2 separate regions of the Mus musculus genome follow, and region 1 is linked to region 2. The links are chromatin contacts, called in public ChIA-PET maps. All regions are on one chromosome and are shown on one strand. The core of a region is the stretch at or near the end of the contact, and the rest is flanking DNA. Distances in the headings are between cores, read along the strand shown. Region 1 overlaps Ncoa7 (nuclear receptor coactivator 7). Region 2 overlaps Ncoa7 (nuclear receptor coactivator 7).

What was found. ChIA-PET counts read pairs in DNA pulled down with a chosen protein or histone mark.
Region 1: a contact with region 2 is called in an SMC1A ChIA-PET map of the G1E-ER4 cell line, with 5 read pairs. The contact joins two enhancer-like sites. A contact is called at or near these places in 1 of 39 promoter capture datasets (macrophages), 1 of 15 datasets of contacts at CTCF or cohesin (the G1E-ER4 cell line), 1 of 484 Hi-C or Micro-C datasets (macrophages) and 3 of 9 other capture datasets (adipose tissue, liver and pancreatic islet).

Annotation. Positions count from the first base shown.
Region 1 is chr10:30,753,904-30,760,381 of GRCm38.p6, reverse strand. All of the region lies in intron 2 of Ncoa7 (nuclear receptor coactivator 7), which reads left to right. Among named protein-coding and RNA genes, the nearest start is that of Ncoa7, 46 kb to the left of the region's middle. Within about 2 kb of position 5,126, at least 62 of the 459 cell types and tissues checked have an H3K27ac peak or open chromatin away from gene starts, as enhancers often do. A contact at or near this core is called in the G1E-ER4 cell line, where this site is marked.
Region 2 is chr10:30,657,128-30,664,098 of GRCm38.p6, reverse strand. It overlaps Ncoa7 (nuclear receptor coactivator 7), which reads left to right. Exons shown (of 16, transcript NM_172495.6): 11 at 1,658-1,805. Among named protein-coding and RNA genes, the nearest start is that of Hint3, 42 kb to the right of the region's middle. Within about 2 kb of position 2,913, at least 37 of the 459 cell types and tissues checked have an H3K27ac peak or open chromatin away from gene starts, as enhancers often do. A contact at or near this core is called in the G1E-ER4 cell line, where this site is marked.

The DNA.
Region 1 (6,478 bases), core at 3,877-6,376, 94 kb before region 2:
GTTTTGTCCTGCTGGCCATCATTTGGCTGCCCGCTTGAAGTTTTAGGAGAAAGTGATTAGCAGCTGGAGTCAGATATTCCTTCAGATCACAGTTTTCCTCTGTATTGATACTTGAAAAGCAAATGACACAATTTTAAGCAGGTGGTCACTGTTAAGTTTATACCTCTTGCCAGTTGGTTTTACTCTGTCAGCTTCACTGTGCTTGCTGCTCCCACAAGATCATGCTCTATGTGAACATTTACTGGTACTTTACAAAGTGCCTTTGCAAACATTTGCTTTATGTGCACGCTAGTCTGATGGGTAGCTTCAATACACGTGATGAATCTATTGTTCGTGTTGCCTGTCGGGTAGCATGCTTGGAGTGACCCACAGCTCGGCCTATGAGGTCTGGAATCCATTCTGCATAGCTCTGAATTGTTTATAGTTTATAGTCCATCTCCTCTCAAAATGCCACCTGCCAGGAGAAGACTCTTAATGGCTTAGTGCTCCTTCCGTGAACTAACATAGTCTTTGGCACATAACCAGTGTTAAATATTTACTGACCACGTGAAAGACAGAATATGTTAAACATCATTTTAAATGGACTATAAATGGATAGTGAGCCTTAGTTTTTATCACCATAAGATTTGCCGTTCTCAGTGATTTTATTAATCTTAAAACTATTAAGAATATTTCATAAGTATTGGTTTCTTTGGCTGGTTCACTAATCAAACTTTTGTGTGCACAGTGCTGCTGTTTACATCTTTATTTTTTCTATCAGACCAGGCAGCTCTTAAGGGAATATTTACAAATTACTACTGTTCATTTCTGGGAAAAAACATCTACACTCAAGTTTGACCTGCTAATGTTTCCTGGAAATCATTAACTTTTTTCTAGTGATTAAAAAGGAGCTTGTGAATACTTAGCTATTTGCAGTTAGAATCATGTGTTTTGCTTCTCTTTAAGGAGCAGGTTGAGCAATTTGATTGAATCCCAAGTGCCATTTTGCTTTTTCAGCTATAGGTTACAACCCACCAGGGAGAGGTAGGTCATGAGTTCAATTCAGTAGATGGAAGCAGCAGTTAAAATCTTTAATTGACACATAACCATATATATTTATGAGGTATAGGGTAACATTTCAATGCATGCATATAATATATAATGATCAGATCAGAGTAACTGACATGCTTATAACTACAAAAATTTATTGTATTTATTTCTTTGTATTCAGAATCATCTCTATTATCCACTTGACTGGTTCTCTTGGAGCCCAGGCTACCTTGAAGCCTGGAGAGTTGAGAATCACCTTGAACTAACAATCATTCTGTCTCAGATTCCCAAATGCTAGGATTATAGGAGTGCTGTACCACTTTGTTTGGCTGGACCTAAGCTTTTGAGAGGCTTCTGTGCTGGTTTCCATAGTGGTTGAATAACTCGTCAGTCCTACCAATGGTGTGTGTGAATTTTCTGTCTTCCATCCTCCCCACTCATTCGCAGTGTGATTGTGTGCTATCTCATTGTGTTTTTTAAATTTCATTTTAATTTTTAAATTTTATGCTTGATGATGTTGGACATTTTTATTTGTGTGCTGTTTGCTTTACTTTTATTTACTTGCATCATGTTTGATGATGCGAGTCACTGGTGTCATCATGCCTGATGGTAGGCACCTTCCCATGTTGAGTCATCTGAAGAGACCCATTGTTTATGTTATAGTTGGTCATTATACATCTGCTTTAGGGAAATGCCTATTCAGATTACTTCTTATTTTTTAACCATATTAACAGATTAGGACATAATGGTTAAAAGTGGGTAACCTGGATGAAGTAGAAATAGTAGTATGTTATATAGTATCAAAATAAAGTTTGTAAAAATTTTCTTATACATATTTTAAGTATACACACATACACAAATGCTAAATCATTTTTATTGTGTACCATGCTTCAACATTTTTACATGGTTTTAGAAGGCCCTTTGGTTAGTATCTTGGGAATGAGTTTGCTTTATACCCAAGTATAAGAGTATTTTTTTTTGAGTGTCTTTGAAATTATTTATCTAATGAGTATTAACATTTGTATCTTCTAAGAATGTTTTCCCACACACACTGCAGCATCATGGCTCTATATTAAGGTTAGCTAAGGGTTAACAACATGTGTATTTAGCCTGAAATCCCAGGTGAGTCTGGATGCTCCACATCTTAGAAGATCAGTAAATTAACCTAACAACCCTCTACCAAACTGTTGTCAGGAAGCCGAGGCTACTTATGCTTTGGGGCCTCCTACAGGTTCCAGTCTATGGAGCTACTTACTAGCCATGGATCTCAGGCATAGGTTTTGTTGTTGTTCTTGCTTTATTTTTTTTTAATGTCTCTAAGATAGATGAGATAGTACTCTGTCCTCGATGAGGTTGTTAAGAGGACTGAGTAAGCTTGGGTTTGTGAGGTGGCTCTTGCAGAGGACTGGATTCAGTTTATAGCACCCACATGGTGGTTCATAACCATCCATAACTCCAGTTCCAGGTGAGCCAACACCTCTGGAGCACAGCAGGTACTTGGTACACACATCCTGAAATACCTGCATGGAGCAAAATCATGCATACACATTTTAAAAATTTTCTAAAAAACTTTAAAATACATGATCTTAAGAACAATACTATTAAAATAAGTGCTTATTGAACTTTGTGTGATGGCATTTGCTTGTAATCCAACATAAGACGGAGAGGTGTGAGTGAGAACTGTGAATTCAGGACCAGTCTGGGTAACATAGCAAGGCATGTCTGATATAAGAGAAACACTTATAAATTCAAGGAATTTATATAATTCTTGAAATTTTTCAAGAAACGTGTTTTTGATGACATTCATTCCAACATGAAATGACACAGATTGTCTGGGAAGATAAGTGTGGTAAGCTATCACCATACCATGATACCTGGGTTCTGTGTGTGTGTGTGTGTGTGTGTGTGTGTGTGTTTATACTCACATGTGCATATTCCTTATGCTTTTGTGTTTCTTTTTTTTTTTTTTTTTAAGATTTACTTTAAAGCTGGGTGTGGTGGCGTATGTCTTTAATCCCAGCACTTGGGAGGCAGAGGCAGGTGGATTTCTGAGTCCGAGGCCAGCCTGGTCTACAAAGTGAGTTCCAGGACAGCCACCCTGTCTCGAAAAACCAAAAAAAAAAAAAAGAAGATTTACTTTAAATCTTAAAATCTTAATGGTTAAGGTCTAAACTTGGTGTGAATGTTTTATCTGTGGCCCCGAAATCACTCTGTTTCTTTACTATGAACTGAGTATTTGTGCTGCTCCTCCTAGACTCCTAAACTAAGTGCTCGATTCCGCAGTATCAATAGGAGGGACCTCTTGTAAGTCATCAGGCTGTGTAATAGGGCTAAGGAGAGTACAGGACAAGAAAGTGCCCATCCATCAACCAGGAAGAGGGCCCTCTGCAGGAGTCAAATTGATCAGCACCTAGACTTTAGTCAGTCATATGAAGGAATAGTTTAAGCAGCACAGTCTAGAGTACTTTTGTTGCAAGCGGCAAATATCATGGAAGACACGTACACATCTGCCACTTTTCACTATTGCCGACACAGTGAGTTTCACTAAAGTAAAATTGGGGTGTGGACCGGAGCTTTGTGCTTCAGCTGAGGAACGTCATAGCTCCCACATGAAACTCAACCACTGATGATTTTAGCAAAAATCTCTTTTCCCCTCTTTTTTTTTTCTTCAAACTCCCTCCATACAATCCACACTAGCCTCAAACTTACCATCCTTCTGCCTCAGCTTTGTGTAAGCATCGGTCTTTCCACCATCCTCATGTCCTAAGTGCTGACTGTGGTCCAGCATCCTGGCTGATGTGGTCCAGACAACTCCCACTTGTGTCCTAGTTGTGATTTAGCATCAGTTGGCTCCCTCTTATCCCCACTGTTTTGATCTCTTCCCCTGATTTCTGTTTCTTAAACTTTGCTCCCTTTTCAAAACCTTACTATATTATATTCTTCAGCATGCTCTTGTTATAGCCTGTGATGTGTATATCACTCTGAAACTCATCCTGAGTTGGGGCCTTACCTCTTGAGGCTGTTCCAGTTTCTTTCTTCTTCTTAGTGGATCTTGAGGGTGTTATGGGCCTAAAGGACCATTCTAAACCTCTCTTGGGACCCTTGACACAGTCATTCTTGGAGTATATCCAGGAATGCTGTTCTTTTCTCTGCCTTGTTTGTAAAGTATTATTTAGTTAGTTCTTTTCAAGTTGCTTGGTTCCTTACAAAAGTCTAGCCCCATGTGCCATACTCATCAGTTGTGAGTGAGTTGTTTGCTATAAATAATAGTTTGTAGATTATTTACTATTTGACAGAGACTGATTTGCATTCTGTATAGCCTCATAATAACACAACGAAGTAGTTTCTGTTATCATCCTTATTGACAAAGGTGTTACACCTTAGATGTGGTATGCTACTAGCTCAAGGTCACATAACTGATTGGCTCTGGATGCAAGTCTCTCAGTCCTTTTATATGACCTCTCTACCACACTTGACTACTATGAATCCATGTTGATTTGCATTTTATAGAACCTTTTAAGTTCAAAGTACAAGGATTAGTAAGAATCACTAATTAAATGATAAAACAATTAAATGTATTTAAGTACTAGATTTGTATATTGTGATTTTTTTTTTCATTTAAAGGTTTACTTAAGAACTTTGGAACAAACTAGAGATGCTATGGTTTTGAAAGAATTGCCTGACACAGCAACAACAGAGTCTTCTGACCTTGTCTTTGTGTGGTTTGACAGCAATTCGCTTTTTGTTTATTTTGTCTGTGTATTCAGTGTAGGATCTTCCAGCTTAGTTGCGTCTGACATGAAAGTGCTGACAGTCTTTAGCTGTGGGGCACTTTTCCTTTGTTTATAGTTCAGTATAGAGATTACATGAACAAGATGATCATGGCTCACATTGAGGGGCCTTATCCGTATTTTACATTTCTATTATATAATGTTCCATCAGACATCTTCATGTCAGTAATAGTACTCTTTGATTACATTCTCTCCTCTTTTCTTTGCCCTTCCCCTCCCGTTAACTGCCTCTCCCGCACAGTTTCACTTCTCCATTTTTGTCCTTTGTTTGTGCATGACTTTATGGATAGATAAAGAGTGTGAGCCACAGATAAGAAATGTCTGGCAGAATTCATTTAGTGTGGTGTTCTCTGGTCTCTCCCTGTCCTTGGTGGTGCACTCTTGTTGAGCACACAGCAGCACTGGCTGCCTGCTTTCACTTTTTCCGTCTCACACCTAAATCAAAACTAAACTGGAATATGTAGCAGGCCAAGTTTAAGGAGACAGATTGGTCCATGATTTGCAAATTTGAAGATGGCAGCAACAGGAAGCACCCATCTCAGTGTTTTGGGGTGGGGTGGGGTGAGGGTGAGTTGAATGAGGAACTTTTATGTTTGTTCTGAAGCAAGGCAGCATCTAGTGTCTGCTGAGGGGAAGGGAAGGGTCTTTGCTCAATAAATTCTATTACTTGCATATGTAACTGATTTTATTTGCAGAAAAGTCATAGATGATTTGGAGTTAGGGAGATGGGGAATATGGCTTAATGGCTGTACAATGAGATAGGAAGTGTTTAGGTACAGAGAATGGTGACCTAGGTTGTTTAGATATGCAAAGCCCTCAGATGCATATGGATTATATAAATAAAAACTTCAAATGTCTCTAAGAGTTTTATTTATTAGAACACTTGGTAAGGTAGATGGACAAGTTGTAACCATTTGAATTTATGAGGTACTGAAAAACGATTTATTTGTGTCTTAAATATTTTCTAAACTAAAGAAAAACATTATGTCCACGAATCATTACTCTAGCTTTTGCAAACATAATTTGACAAGATACTTAAATACATTTAATCATATAGAATACATCTATAGTATGCGACAGAAATGAACCAAAATAGATCCCCTTTGGAACACAGGAAGTCTTTTACATCCAGTAGCAGCTGTGGATGACTTACCTCAGCTCTCATTCCCCTCATTTTCTGCACATGTGAGACTGCCTGGGTTGATTGTGACAACCACACAGAACATATACTTTATACTTTATAGCTACAGGGGGTTTGTTTTAGATGTTACATAACGTGTGATATGAGGCAGATGTACTGGGATGTTTCAGGGTAATTTCGTCAGCCGGAGAAACAGACTGCTGATGGAATTATTGTTTCCAGAAAGCAATTGAACAGATGCTGCTGGGGTCCCTGGTGAAAACAATCTCCATTTTAATGGCTCCATTTTCTCTCTCCTTCCTTCCTTCCTTCCTTCCTTCCTTCCTTCCTTCCTTCCTTTCTTTCTTTCTTTCTCTTTCTTTCTCTCTTTCTTTCTTTCTTTCTTTCTTTCTTTCTTTCTTTCTTTCTTCCTTTTTCTTCTTTTTTCTTTCTGTTTGTCTGTCTGTCTGTCTTTTAAGGGCAAATATTTCCTTTAACTCTGTTGACCCAACAATTTAAAATAGATAACAGGAGAATT
Region 2 (6,971 bases), core at 1,664-4,163:
ATGGCTCATTAATTTTTAAGACACAGTATAGTAATTTAATTTCAGTGTAGTTATTAAAGAGTAGTAATGCAGTAAAAGTGTTATTATGTAATGTTACATATAATACTGTTATTTTCATACCTGAGTAAACATGGACAAGAGCAGGTGGAAGTCTAAAGCAGTCTGGTTAGAGCTGCGATGGGGATTGCATTTGTTTTACTTCTATCAGTTTTGTGAAAGTATTTTGATACAGCCGAAGTTTCTTTAAAAATTAACTGTCCATAAACTGACTTTCTTGCAGTTTGTTTCTGGTAATACTAACGAATTGCACCATCCCTCGCTATTGCTGGCTCCTCTCAGCCCCGGCGACCCTGCTAGCCCCAAGCAGAGACCGCCCACCTCACTGTTCTCTTGCTGCAGATTCTGCTCATGTCCCCAGCCATCCAACCCCTCTGGTCATTGGTCCCATATCCCAGTAACCTGCTAAAATCAAACTCTAGAGGCTTGTAATTTATAAGTCAGACTTATATCAGTAAATTCTCACCCCACCAAACGCCCACACAATAAACTTAGAGCCAAATGATATTGATATAAATTGCCCACCTAGATAAGATAAATTGTCCTGTAATAAAACATCCCTTGTAAGATATTCTTAGCTACCTGTGGCTATTTAAAGCCGCACAGAATCTGGATCATCTTTTTCTTCATCCATCTTCCTTCCGTCCCCTCTGTGTTCTCTCTCCCATCCCTAAAAACCTCTGCCCACCTTCCTTTTCCACTTCCCAATCACAGGTTTCTTGTTGAATTAATATTCAAGTTAATTGGGGGACAATTCTGCTACACCAGTTTCTTCAAATTAGATTGTTTTGTAATTACAAGAGCTTTTTAAAACCATGTGGTCCTCTCTGTTGTTCCATCCCTTACTATCATGGTTATAAATGAAACAAACCAATAAACCAAAAAAAAAAAAAAAAACAAACTAGTATTTGGGACTGGTCCATTCAGGGTGGATACTGCAGGCTGTGGGAACTATAGCTCCCAACTTCAGCTGAACACTGAGCAATTTTTTTCTTGATTATAACCAGAGAGATGCTTCTGAAATGTGTTTCCTAATATAAGAAATCAGAGAAGCCAGAAGCCAAGGACATGCCCGTACCACAAGAGATAGGTCTTCCCAAGGATAAAACTGTGTTGTTTCTAGTAACTTCTTGTTGGTTTAGTGGTTGGAGGGGTTTTATTAAAACTGTTATATAATGTATCTTGTACTTTAGCAAGAGTCTTTGGGCTTTGCTTTTGTTCTTAAGGAAAGCCTCAAGTCAACCTTTTTCCCCTGACAGTATGTATCCAATAAGTGAAAGTCCCCTGAAGAGGAAACATTTGGTGTACTATTTCACTGGGGATTTTTCATATTCTGCCCTATCTCTTGATCTTTCTTTCAGATTGAGGCAGTTTCAGTAGTGATTGTTCCTTGTGGGCTTTTGTATTGTTTTGGGGGTTCCTATTTTCTGAGTTTGGAAGCCACTCACAAAGGTAACCTTGACGGTGGGGAATTTCCTCCTCAGTAAAACAGTTTGCCAAGCGGGCAAAAGGTTGTTGCAGGTACTCCAGGCGCTCTTGCTGCCTGCCAGGAAGGAACATGGGCTCAATTGTTCACTTGCATCACGAACTTGTTTTCCAGGGTGGATCACTTGTACACCTTCTTTGTTCAGTGGTCTCCTGATGTCTATGGGAAAGATGCCAAGGAGCAAGGCTTTGTGGTGGTGGAGAAGGAAGAGCTGAACATGATCGACAATTTCTTCAGTGAGCCGACCACCAAGAGCTGGGAGGTAAACACCTAGACTGTTAAAGAGAAGAGGCTGTCCTGGACCCTGAAATGCCAAAGCAGCGGAAACGGCCTTGTGTTCACATTCCAAAAATTATTAATAGCTGATACTATTCTTTTATTTTTCTAATGTATTTAGGATACATTTTGAATCTTTGTCTCCTGTGCCATATAAGAGTGACTAGCTTGATTTGACTGGCAGTTACAGCTTGCTGACCCTGAGTTCCCTTTCAAATTAGACCATGATATATCAAGTATCTCTTTGCTTGGGGACCCTAGTGGTATAAAGATGGATAAGAAATATCTCTGTGTCTAATAAGCTTATAGGACTGAGACAGGAGATGAATCTGTCACACCTTCCTGCCTCTAAGCCTGTTCTATATTTTCATGGATGTCTCTGGAATCTGGTCCCTTGACTCTGTCTTACTCTGTTCCTATCTTGAATCCCTTGAAGCAGTTTTATTCTCCTAGGTAGATGGTGAATGCATTCAAAGACATCCCACTACCAGTTATCAGGGTAAGTTGCTTAGAGCTTCTTCCATCCTTTATACCCATCTGGACCATTGTATTCCTGAAGAGTGTATCCTCATATTAGCTCTGATCCTAGGCAGTCAAGCATTGCTATAGGAAACCTAACAACTGAAGCCAGTCATGGTGGCACATACCTGTTCTCTTGCTATTCCATGGGCAAAGACAGAAGGATCTTTTGAATCCAAGAGTTTGAGATCAACCTAAGCAGTATAGGCTAGGCCTCATCTCAAAGGACAAAACGAAGCAAATACCACAAAACAAGCAGAACGGTACCAAGATAAAGGGGTAGTTTCCGAATTCATCCGGCTCCTCAGTCATAACTAGAAATCTTTCCTTGTTGGAACCTCTCACGGGTCACTTTATGCTCCCTAGCCCATTTCAGCATCCATGCATCCTAGCATTGGGCCTCCCTCCAGTTTATGACAAAGACAGAATTACACAAATTTATTTTCTGATCCTCCCTCTCCTGCATTTTTAAATGATCAATTATTACAATCTTAGTTTCTGTCTCAGAGAGAAGAGACTCTTTTCATCTCTCAGGCTGCCTTCTGGCTTATCAGCCATGGCTATCTTTTGTGTGTTTAAATGCTTTCTCCTTCCTGTGTGGTTCCTTATCTTTCACAAGCATATGATATTTTGTTGCCTTTTTAGGAGAAAAGGGGAAGAAACATCTCATCTCCTTTATTCGTGTGTGTGTGTGTGTGTGTGTGTGTGTGTGTGTGTGTGTGTGTGTGTATGTACTTTATTCTACAGTTAGCACGCACCTTCCCCTCTCCCATTTAGGGGTCTTTCCTTGGTTTGAAAGTAGCCAAAGAGGCTAGGGTGGCGGTCTAACTCTCCAGGTTCTCCTGGCTCCGACTCTTGTGCACCACCATCCATAGCTTTTGTACTCCTATGGCGTCTGGGAATTTGACTCACTCAGATCCTCATGCCTATAAGGCAAGCATTTTACACAAGGCAAGCCATATACTCACTGAGCTATCCCCAGCTTCCTTCCCTTCGTCTTCACTTTTCCTGCTGCTCTGCTCTCTGTTGCCACCTACCTTTTGGATAAAAACTGCATCATGTCATTATATTCAGCTTCTCAATTGCCCTATTCCCTGCAGTGTACATTGCACCAAAGCCCCCATATACCCCATACTTACCACCTATTTTTAGTTAACTATTCATGTTCCTCTTTCCTACAAGATGCTATGATAGAGCTCACAGATGCCTCATAGGCCCAGCAGACTCTAAGAAACATGAGGATATCCCATCTTGACTTTACTTCTGGTAAATAATATCAAAGGGGATGCTCTATCAGGAAAACGTAATTTTCTTAGTGAGGCTATAGTCTTTCACCCAATACAGAGCTCTGGAAAGAAAATTTAGGCCCATGATGGTTACTTAACCTTTTCCTGACTAGACCTGAATATCTTGAGCCAAAGGCACCATTTTGTTGAAAACATTTTCTTCCCTTTCTCCATTCATTTGGGATTCAGATTTCATCTATTGTCAGCTGGAGGTGGAGAAGGAGCCACACTGCACACCCAAAGACAAGGGGTGAAGGAGGTGTGAAGAATGATATAGGTCCCCTCAAGGGTCTAGCGGCAGAAGAGTTTGGCCAGTTAACCCCAAAGCCATTGAGGAAAGTGAAAGAGTGAAAACTCTTTGGAAGACTGTATCTTGACCTTGGTTGAAGGAGGAGAGGAGAGGCTTCTTTGGGACTTCTTTGCCTGACCCATTTCACGGGTCAGTGAACAGGGTCTGCAAGAGAGAGAGTGGGGACTGATGGGCAAGAGACTCGAAGAATGGAGACAACACAGCCTATCAGCTTGAGGTTGGAGGCTCGTTTATTGAAAAGTAACTATAGGTATATATGCACTCGCTGGGGAGTGCAGCTGGAGACACTTAACCATAGGTCCAGGATGTAGAGGAGAAAAACAAGATGTTATCAGAGTGTGTTCAGCTGTGGTGGGCTTCTTGCAAAAACATCATGCTAGGAAAGCAAGTCTCTCGTCAGGGTGGAAAAGTACCACCTGTAAGTAAATAGCCCGGGATGGCTGCAGAGATGATAGCCACTTTCTGCTAAGAGCCAGCTTCCAACATTTGCCCATACCAAAGCTGTTGATCTGGGGAAAGAAAGGACAGCTGGCGTAAGTTAGTGGGTAGCTCCTTTATGTCTGTCTGTCCATAAGGGAAACAGTGCCCAGCTGAGGAGAAGGCTCCATGTTCCCTCATTCGGAACAAGTAATGCTCAGAAGCGTTATGATAGGCACCCCTGTGCCTCAGCTTCATGCTGTGAAGGAGAATTGTCAACCTCCTTAGGAGTTAATGGGTTGTAATCTTCAGGAGACCCAGAATAACTCATTATCTTTCAACATTTTTGTTTCTGCTCATTTTTTTTTTTTATATCTTAGTGGTATCTAAGCCACAAATCCAGGTATAATACCAGACCCTTCTCTTTCTTTATCTCTGACCAGAATCCCATTGACTTAAATGTTGAAGGGCCTTGCACCCCTCTCCCGTGCCAGAACCTCCTTATTCCACCAGGATATCTGCACCTCACTTGGACTCCAGTCTCAACCCACTCCACCTATCAACCCACCCTCACCTGTACTCAAGGCCTTCAAACACAACTATGTCTCCATTTCATAAGAAAAATGCATGTCAGAAAAAAACTTAGCAAGTAGAGTGCAGACATTAAAAAATAAATATCTAACCATACTTGTGCCTTTCATACATGTCTTTGGACTTTATTTTCTATTTTGTTTGGGCACATGGGGTCCCTTTTTTACTCTACACAAAGATTCTGTTCTATGTAGTTGGCATATGGCTTTTCCCACCTGACATAATCTTAGAATTGTTACAAGTTTTTGAAACCTTAGTTTTTAGTGTTTTCTTTTGTTTGTCTGTTTGCTTGTTTGCTTGCTTGTTTTAATAGGTCTATACTCAGTCTATAAGTTAGGCTAGCCTCAAACTTCCTGCTACAGGCTCCCAAGTGCTGTAATTATAGATATAAACCATCATCCTCCAACTAGTTGCTAGTATTTTTATACCTGTTAAAATTTATTTAACAGTTTCCCACTTGAGTTATTATATTGGTTTAATGATTTCTCAAAAATGAGGTCTTCCACTCCACCTATCAACCTTAATTATTTAGAGAAGTTCCTGGATGTGGAATTATGAGGGACAAGGACAGTAGATTTCTGTGATTCCTAAGTTTTATGTCAGCAACTGAACTTGCCATGAGTGTGAGAGATTTCCCACTGGGTCTTGCCAGCAAAAAGAATTATCAGTATTATACTTTTTCTTTCTCCTAAAAATGCTTGCTAATTAGAAAAGTAGGTAGTGTTATCCTATAATTTAATTTTCATTTACTTGAATATTGATTTGCCAAAAACATGGTCATACACAAGTTAGCCACCTGTGAGTTTCTTGCTGCTTCTGTTTTTCTATAGTTCATTTTCTTAGAGCAGTGATTCTCAACCGTCCTAGTGCTGCAACCCTTTAGTACAGTTCCTTATGGTGTCACTCCCAACCATTGCTAATTCATAACTCTAATCTTATATTGTTATGAATGGAAATGTAAATATCTGATATGTGGGGTATTTGATACTTAGCCCCCAAAGGATTTGTGACCCACAGGTTGACAACCACTGTCCTAAAGGGATATTAGCAATTCTCCGCTCCACTGAGTTTTTGTGATGAAAGAGACTTTCTTTGTGTTTGGCAGATATTTCTTCATTTACAGTTTGTCTTTTGATGTTGTTGGTGGCTTTTAGGTTTGGTTTTTTGCTTTGTTTTGTTTTTAAATCTGTAGTTAGTCCTATAGGCAATAGTTAATTTTTTAAAAAAATATATATGATAGGTATTATTTTTAGTAATATTTTTCCCATCACTATTGAGTGATTTTTGAGATTTCCTTCAATCTTAAAAAGTCTTATATATGTATTGTGTGTGTTGTCTATTTAACTTATCTTTTAAATACATAAGTATATTCATGTACTCCGAGGCTTAAAGCTAGGAGTATCATGTTCCTACCCCCCTCCCACATGGCCTATATTAATGGTTGACCACCTTGCCCATCACTGGATTTAGGGCGAGGGAGGGTGTTGTCTCTCTCCATGTATATGTGTATAAGTATGTGTGTGAGGGATGCTGTATGATATATGCTAACAAACATGTGTTAGTGTGAATGCCCCTGTGCATGCTTGAGAAGGTCAGAAGAGGAGGTTTGGTGTCCTACTTTATTAGTCTCTACCTTATTCCTTTGAGACAGCTTCTTTTACTGAACACTGAGCAAGGATGGCAGCTGGGCAGTCCTAGCAATTCTTCTGTTTCCATGTTCTACAGTGCTGGGATTACAAGCCTGCCAGTGGCTGTGCCTAGCCTTTTACAGATGTTGGCATCTACACTCAGCTCTTCATGTTTTCATGGAAGTACCCTTTTACACTGAGCCATAGCTCCAGCCCTCTGGATTTCTAAAAAGTAGAATCCTAGACCCTTACCTCAGGATACTTTGGTTTAGTAAGTCTATAGGAAGGATGTTAGAATTTATATTTTTCAAAGCTCTAAGATGAATCTGAAAAACAGCTAGGTTTTAAAACTACTCTCCTATAAGACAAGATCCATTCAAGCAAGACACTGAAGTTCTTTA